Regions from separate parts of the Anser cygnoides genome. Here region 1 is linked to region 2. The links are chromatin contacts, called in public Hi-C maps. All regions are on one chromosome and are shown on one strand. Each heading gives the region's core, a stretch centred on a gene start, on an enhancer-like site or on the middle of the called end of the contact. The rest is flanking DNA. Distances are from core to core; before and after follow the strand shown.

Region 1 (3,931 bases), core at 447-2,946, 320 kb after region 2:
ACCATTATAGCACCATTACAATATCAGCAAGAGAAGTGCTGGAAGTTTTTCTAAAAGCATTATGCAATGTCATCTCTCACGTGGTTATTTCTATCAACAAGAATCCTGACCTTCAAAAGCAGATACCTACTTTTAGTATACCCTAAGTATACCACTGAAGATATGCAAATCCCAGCAATTCAATGATTTTAGTCCTCTCAGCCTCTGAGTCACCACAAAAAAGCCCTTTAAACCAAGTATGTTGTGAACTATTGTAAAACATAGTCCCTGGAAATACTCTCAACTTTTCTACTTTCAAAACGTAGGAGAAAGTGTCATGAACAAGATCTAATAATTATGGAGAGGGTGATTGTTTCAAATACGTAGCAGGTTAGTGTCAGAAAGCAGAGATGGGGTCTGCAATCAAGTTCCTTTCAGTAGATGAGCTGAGTTAATCATTTGCTATCACCAAAAAGAGACAGCTCTCCTCACTCTATTCTTTCCCCTCCTCCTGCCACTTTGTACGTGTCTTGGTGCTTGCTCACACAACTGTTCTGTGAGCTCATTAAACTAATCTCTCAGAACACCAATCAAGCAAAGAGCTGCATAGTTTCCTGAGAATGAGGCTGGAACACATAAAGAGATGCAATCACACGTTAGGGGAAAGGGACTGGGACCTCTCCTTCTCAGGCATGCGAGCTATTAAAAATCAGTTCAGCTGCGCTGACCTTCCCCACCTCAGTAACATCATAATCAAATGGAAATAATCTATTCCATTATGTCTTAGCATAAGAAGAGCTGTATTTCATAGAGTATTCCACACTCCACCCCAAAAGCTGCATTTTTTGGGCAGTCCACTTCCAATCCTATTACAACACGTTGTTGTGCATTGCTGCGGTTTAGCGGGGCAGGCAGCTAGACACCACAAGGCTGTTGGGCGCACCAGGAGGGACAGCGGAGACAACTGGAGCGTTATCAACGTGCTTCTAGGCTCTGTACGCTAGAGATGTAGGAACCCAGAAGGCACAAAAGACAACACATAAACCTGAAGGTCTACCACCACAGGTCAAGGGGAGGCAACTAGCCAGGCTCTGTACAAAACCCCCTTATAGATGCCACCAGGGTAAGCTGCGTGTTTGGGGCACGTTACCATTCTCTTCCAAGAGGCACACCAGCGCATGGGTGTCGAAGAAGAGCCTCCTGCTCCCCAGCAGGGAGACGCTGCCCTTGCCCTGTGAGGACCCGGGCGCTGAGGTGCTGACACCTGGGGGAGACAAAACACCAAAAGAAAACCCCACGTTTTTATGAGGGAACGGCCAACCGACAGGCATCCAACCGGCTCGGGAGCTCCCTAGGAGCATCCTAACGATGCCATGTATTAAGGAACGCACGCCTTTTGATTATCGCGACAGGCTGCGATATGCTTTGACACCGAAACCGAGAGGTGCTCCCCCCCTCCCCGTCCCCTCAACCCCTCATCCCCTCCCCTCTCCCCCCGCCCCCCCCGGCCGAGGGGCGCGCGGCGCTCACGTGACGCGGCGGCAGCGGCAGCACGGTGCGGGAGGGCGCCGCGAGGCCGCAGCACCAGCAGCGCCCGCCTCCCGCCGCTCACGGCCGCCGGGGCCCGGGCCATGCCGCCCGGTGCCGACCGGAGGCGAGGGGGAGGGAGGAGGGGAAGCCGCCGCTACCGGAAAGCCATGGCTCGGCCCCCCCCCCCCCCCCCCCCCCCCCCGCCCACCCGCCTCCCTTCCGCTACGGCCCGCCGCCCGCTTCCGCATCCGGGGGTTGGCTCTGTGGTTCGCGCCGCGGCGGCGGCGAGGGAAGCGAAGCGGGCGGGCGGCTCCTGCGCGAGTCGGGGGTGATGGGGACGGACAGAGACAGACAGACATAAGGACATCACTTATTTTGTGCGTGTTCTGCTTTTAAAGGAAATGTACTTGGCATTTGCAGAGAGTTGAAATGAGAGGAAGTGTGCTCTGACCACCGTCACTCCCCAGGCAGCACTTCCCTCATAGTGAGTTTATTTTCCCTCTGTACGGACTCACCAAAAGCACGCAGCACCTTTGCTTCCTCTTCCCAAACTCAGTGATTGCCTTAGATCAATACGCGGATCGAATCGTTGGTGGGTATCTCTGTAAGAGCGAGGACAGCTGAACCCCGGCAGCACACAGCAGAAACTTGCCTAATGGGCACTGCGTCTGCGGGGATGCTGCGTGCCCGGGGCCTGGCGTTAGTGTGGCAGTAATTCCTGGCACGCGTGAGTCTGCAGGCGGTTGTCTTCATGTTGTCTACATGACCTCCTTCAGCCAGCCCATCCAGGGTCAAGTCCACCAGCACGTGCTGGTGCCCATCTTCATCTTCTCTAACGGGAGCAAAGTCACTGCCGCTGCCTACAGAGGCCTCCTGGAGCATGCACCTTTTTCTCTTGATGTCAGGAATCAACTTGGGCAATTTTCCCCATTTCCAGTGTCGTCTTCCCCGTTTCAGCGTCCTCAGTGCTGCCCCACAGAAGTCATCACCTCTACTTAGAGGCTATAAATGAAAGATGTGCTGAATGTTGCATGCTCAGGATCCCGAAATGTTGGTCCTTGCATGCACACAGCGTTCGCTAATCCATGGAGTCACAACCCCCTTCTAGGTTATGACAATGGAATTGGCAAAGAAGCAATGATTTTTAATAGCGGTGTAACGGAAATGGCAAAGTAATGCTAAGCACGAAATAATGACTAATAATGATATCTGCTGTGCTTTGGGAGCTGTTCAGGTGAAAATTAGAGGGGAGGGTAAAACGAGATCTGTGAGGTATCTCCGACTTCAGCTACAGCTGCAAAGAAAGCAAATGCAACCCTAGGACATAACAAGCATGGTGTTTTCAGTAGTGTTGTTGCCCCTCCAGTATAGCTGCATTTCAAATACAAATGACAGTGCTGGTCACTGCAGTACAGGAAGGACGAGTTCATATTCACAGTGCTCACCTCGTGTCAACAGCAGCATTAAGGGGAGCGGAGGGACTTTGCTGTCACAGGAGGTTGAAAAGAGATTGACAAGAGGATCTTGTTTCCATCTGTAAACAGAACATGAGCATAAAAATAGGCAGAGGAAGAAAGAAACAAAACCCACTGCTTATGCAGAAGAACATTACTGATAAAGGAACATATGGTATAAAGTGGCCATGAATAAACGTAGATTGGAAATTAAAAGAATTTTACTCAACAAAACTGTCCTTGTGAAAAGCTTCCCAACAAGAATCAGGAGAGAACAAAAACTGAAATCAGTTTTCATATGGATGTGGCTGGCTTATGAAAAGGATTTTACGATGTAGTTACCTACAATTGCAAGGGACAGGCTCCTGTTCCCCTGCATTAATTTTCCATTGTGGAGGTTTTTCACTTTCCCCTTCAGGCATGTGGAACTAGCCACTGTCATAGAAAGACTAATGAGCTGAAAGGAGCACAGGTGCAATCCAAAATAGGAATGAACGGTCCTGTTACTTACTCCAAATATTTTAACACAGTGACTCTGCAGAGTTGAGGGGGATTAACAGCTGTCAGGGGTGATGAATGCCCTGAACAGCTCTTAATTCTAAATGAGAAAAGCTAAAAACTCACAGGCTAGAAAAGAGAATCACTGGTGTATGAAAGCTTTCCCATTCTGAAGTAATTAAAAGAAAAAATAGCTGTAACATCATTCAAATTAATATGCAAATGTAAATGTTCAGTAGGAGTAATTTCAGTGCTCATATATCAGGGGTGAGTTTGTCCCAATGGTTTTAAAGAGAAGGTGGCACCCAACATACTGAGGAAGGAAAAAAAAGCGATGGCATTGTTTTCCCAGCCTGTGGCAGATCATCATTTTAAGTGTTCAAAATCTTTTTCCATTCTTTTCAGCGGATGTGTCAGTGAAGTCCTTGCTCATTTTTTTTCTTTTTTAGTAGAGAAATCAATGATGAGAG
Region 2 (3,847 bases), core at 1,300-3,799:
ATATAATACATTGGCACATTTTTCCCTTCACAGACTTCAGTAAGTTAAAACGTCTTTCTAGGTTCTTACACTGCAGACAGACTTTACCTAAATACCCCCTAAGATGCATTTACACAGAACAAGATCAAACCAGGAACCTGCTTTATGAAACTGTAAATCTTCTGGCCCATGTTAACCCCCTGCAGCTCTATACCAGCCTCCTCTAACTTTCCTTGGGGCTCTAGACCACAGTGGAGCCCACCTCACATTAAGGGGATGCTAGACGCAGAAATTTGCAAAGCTTTTGAGGTCCAGCCACCAGAGCGGAAAATATGAGCTTCCTATATTTAAGTTGTCTCTATTTCAGAATGTCATTACTGGAATTCTTTAAGACTTTTTTCTTTCTTTTTTTTTTTTTCTAACTTTAAAAGTCATTCTCATCTTGGCTTTGCTATTTATGTGTGCACACAAAATAGTTTCCCTAAAGCTTTTAGTTCTGTCATACCAGAATCTCCACTAAGAAGGTCATCAGTACCGAATGCTTATAGCTTTTAGCCACACAAAACACCATTGTGGTTTCTTGCCTCTACTAAAAACACGTGTTGTATCTATACTTCCAATTCTGCAAGTCCTGTTAAAGAGAATTATCAGTTAAATTGTGCATTGTCCAGTTTATAAATAAATCCTGTACTAGAAGCCTGGCTTAATCTGACAAAATTCACAAAATATGGCAGAAGCTATTGAACAAATTCAGTATCCAATGACAGCCCTGTAAAGCCAGAATAACAGCACTGAACCAAATGGAGTTACCATGGCGTGAAGTCAGAACTGGGAGCAGAACTTGGCCACCTGGTGTTTACTCACTTCACTAAACCTAAAGCCCTGGTCAAACAATGAATAACTATATAATCTGTGAGGAGAAATGTCTGGAAACCCAGGACACAGAGGTAAAATGAGGATAAACGCTTTGCTTCTGTGCTGGATTTCATGGATTTTGTTAGTTTAAGCCAGACCATTGATGTTACTTAAACATTTTACCGTGAGTATTTTCAGTGTGAAATTCCATTCATTTTAGAATAAGGCATGATTCACAGAGAATTCACAGAGCAGGAATTTTGAAGTAGCTTGACTGTAACATGCAGATGTATAAACGTTTATAGTAGGTAGGATTTCTTTCTCTAGATAGTCAATATAGTTGTTACAGCTCTGGACTGTAAATCCCTGGAACTTTAATATTTCCTTACGAGCCCAGTTTACGTATTCTGAGATAAATACGCTGAAAAGCGAGGAGGTTTCTCCCAGCAGCAGCCTCTCCCTGCCCTAGCAGCTTTCGTACCGCTGCGCTCGCACCTGACGCGTGGCGAAGCACGCCTCACGGGAAGGTATGTGGCACGGGCTTTCAAAAGCCTGTCAAAATCGCGGAAACCCTACGTTTAAATAAAAGTTCCCGGGGCCGGGAGGGGACCACCCCTGAGGAGAAATGTCTCTGAGGGGACCGTGCCGGGACCGAGCCGCTCCTTTGCCCAGGACAACGCGAGCGCGCTGAGGGGCGGGAGGCGGGCTCGGCCCCTCACCGCGCAGGTACCAGCGGGCGCCCGGGGGGCTTTCAGCCCGCCGGCGGCCCCCTACCTTCGCCCGGGGCCGGGGGGTGCGAGCCCGGCGGCTGCTCCGTCCTGCTCGGCGCCTCCGCTCGCCTCGCTTCTCCCTGCGCGCCCTCCCCGCGGGCGGGCGGGCGGGCGGGGAGCGGCGGAACGGCGGCCCCGGGGCGGGGGGAGCCCCCAGTGCCGGGCCGGGCCGGGCCGGGCCGGGCCGGGCGGCTGTGACAGCAGCGGCCGCTCATAGCCCCGCCGTTCGGCCGCACCGGGGCTGCCGCTGCCCGGGGCTGCGGGTCCCGTGTAACGCTGCCGTAATTAAGGGATAGTGCAGGGATGGTGCTCTGCGTACTGTGTGCTTGTTCACTTCGGGCTTGTGTAATTACGTGTCGTTGATAAATAACTTGCGTGTTTTTTAAGTACCACCAGCTTTGACTGCACGCACTTAAAACTTTGAACATAGAAAGTGCGTCCGTGTCGTCGAGTTGGGGGGGTCAGGATCGTTCCCCAGCCCCATTTTTTTGCGCCAAGTATACAAATCGCAGCGTTTCCTCAGCGTTGCCGCGGTTATGTTTATGTTGCACGTTCCCTCCCTTAATTATCAAGCCCACGCCGATCGCCGCGCTTCCTGCACGCCCAGAAGGCAAACAGCTGCAATCAGCTTCGTTTTTTATTAACCCCCTTCCTCCCCTCAAGCCGCTCCCCGCCGCCAGCCGCTCGCTGCCGGCACAGCGCCGGCTCCCGGAGGAACACCGGCACCCGCCGCCACCCCCGGGTCCCAGGGCACCAGGAGACCCCGCTCCCCGTCTCCCTCTCCCTCCCCAACGGCCGCTCTCCTCCGTTGGCCGCCGCCCTGAGGCGCGGGGAGCCGCAGCCGCCACACTGCCCGCCCGCCCCCCCCGTCCCGTCCCCTCCGCCACCCGCCGCGCACGCCCTGACGTCACCGCCCCCCCTCCCCTCAGCACGCCGCGCAGCCTCCTCGCGCCGGCCGTGCCGCGGGCGCTGATTGGCCGCCGCCTTCCCGCTTCCTCCTGGCCGCCCGAGAGCCCGCCATTTTGAAAAGCTCGCCGCCGCCGCCGCCTCCCCGCGGGCCCCCGGCAGCGGGACCGGCCCCGGGGCTGCAGCCGGAGCTGAGGTGGGTCCGCGCCGCCGCTCCCGACGGGGGGGGGGGCCCTCTGGCGCTGAGGGGGAGCGAACCGAGGTTCCCGTCCCGCTGCGGAGCCGCCCCGTCAGCCGGCCTGCCGCCGGGCCGCGCTGCCCGCCGCAGGGCTCCTCAGGCGCCGTGTGTCGTCGCCGCCGCCTTCCCCGCGCCTCACGCTGAGGGGGCACAAAGTTCTCGGCTTCCTTCAGCGCCCCCTGCCTGCGTGGGAAGGGGAGGGAAAGGCAGCCTGTGCCGGGCTGCTTGCTTGCTCTCCCCTGTGGGCGAGGGGTTTTCGCAGAGCACCGCCCTGAGTGCCCCCAAAGAGACGTCTTTTCTCCTGGTGGTTTAACAAAGAGGATTAAACTTGCATTTTCCTCTCGCTAATAAAACTCATGGTCTTACTGCCACCTGCGAACTTCCGTCCGTGTGTCTATTTTAGTTGTTCATTGAGTTTGACCTCTTGCAGGTATACCGGCTTTAATTTTACAAAAATAAAACGATTAACGTGATATTTTCCCGCAAGACCTCAAACAACTGATGGTGTATTGTGTTCCAGAAGCGTAAACAGTGAATGATTTTGAAAGTTAAAGTCTTGTAAACTGAAGAGGTAGGGCTAGCTTCCTTTGTTAGGTAGGCGTTCCCTGTCACGAGGGAAATGGCACTCACCGGATTGAGATATTAAACTTAAGCCACTTGAAGTGCTAGGAAAAGACTCCTCTTAAATATGTTAAGTGTGACACGTTTATTAGTTTCTGTTGTAGACTTGCAGGTTAAAAACAAAAAGCATCTTTGAGCCCTAAGTTGTCTCATACCTATTTGAATTCTGAAAGCAGCGTTTGCTTTTCCAAATCGCTCATAACTTTTTTCTCGCTTTTCCCATTTCCTATGTAAATGCCCAGCTTGTTGAATTTATCAGGGAACTTGTATGTGTAGTTAACTATGATCAGAAATAACTGATAACGTGGTGCACTAAAATTGTGACGTCTTAAAACTTTACTGTTCTTCCTAGTACAGCGCCACTTGCTTTGAGTGGGTGTTTCTGAAAATTTCACCAAGCACGCTTGCAGACGCGTGTGTGGAAAGAACTGATAAACTTTTAAACTTCTTAACCAGGCTAGTTGCAGGATGGATGACA

Evidence for each region. A called contact is a pair of places that touch in the nucleus more often than the background predicts.
Region 1: a Hi-C map of liver shows a contact between it and region 2, with 1.8 times the contacts expected there. The contact joins the promoter of MCUR1 here to the promoter of DEK in region 2. A contact is called at or near these places in 2 of 7 Hi-C or Micro-C datasets (both in liver).

The regions. Positions count from the first base shown.
Region 1 is chr2:53,457,657-53,461,587 of Taihu_goose_T2T_genome, forward strand. It overlaps MCUR1 (mitochondrial calcium uniporter regulator 1), which reads right to left and starts at 1,697. Exons shown (of 9, transcript XM_066992087.1): 1 at 1,510-1,697; 2 at 1,130-1,243. The coding sequence starts at 1,612.
Region 2 is chr2:53,141,562-53,145,408 of Taihu_goose_T2T_genome, forward strand. DEK (DEK proto-oncogene) reads left to right here and starts at 2,550. Exons shown (of 11, transcript XM_048058082.2): 1 at 2,550-2,706. RNF144B (ring finger protein 144B) reads right to left here and starts at 1,738. Exons shown (of 8, transcript XM_048058085.2): 1 at 1,609-1,738.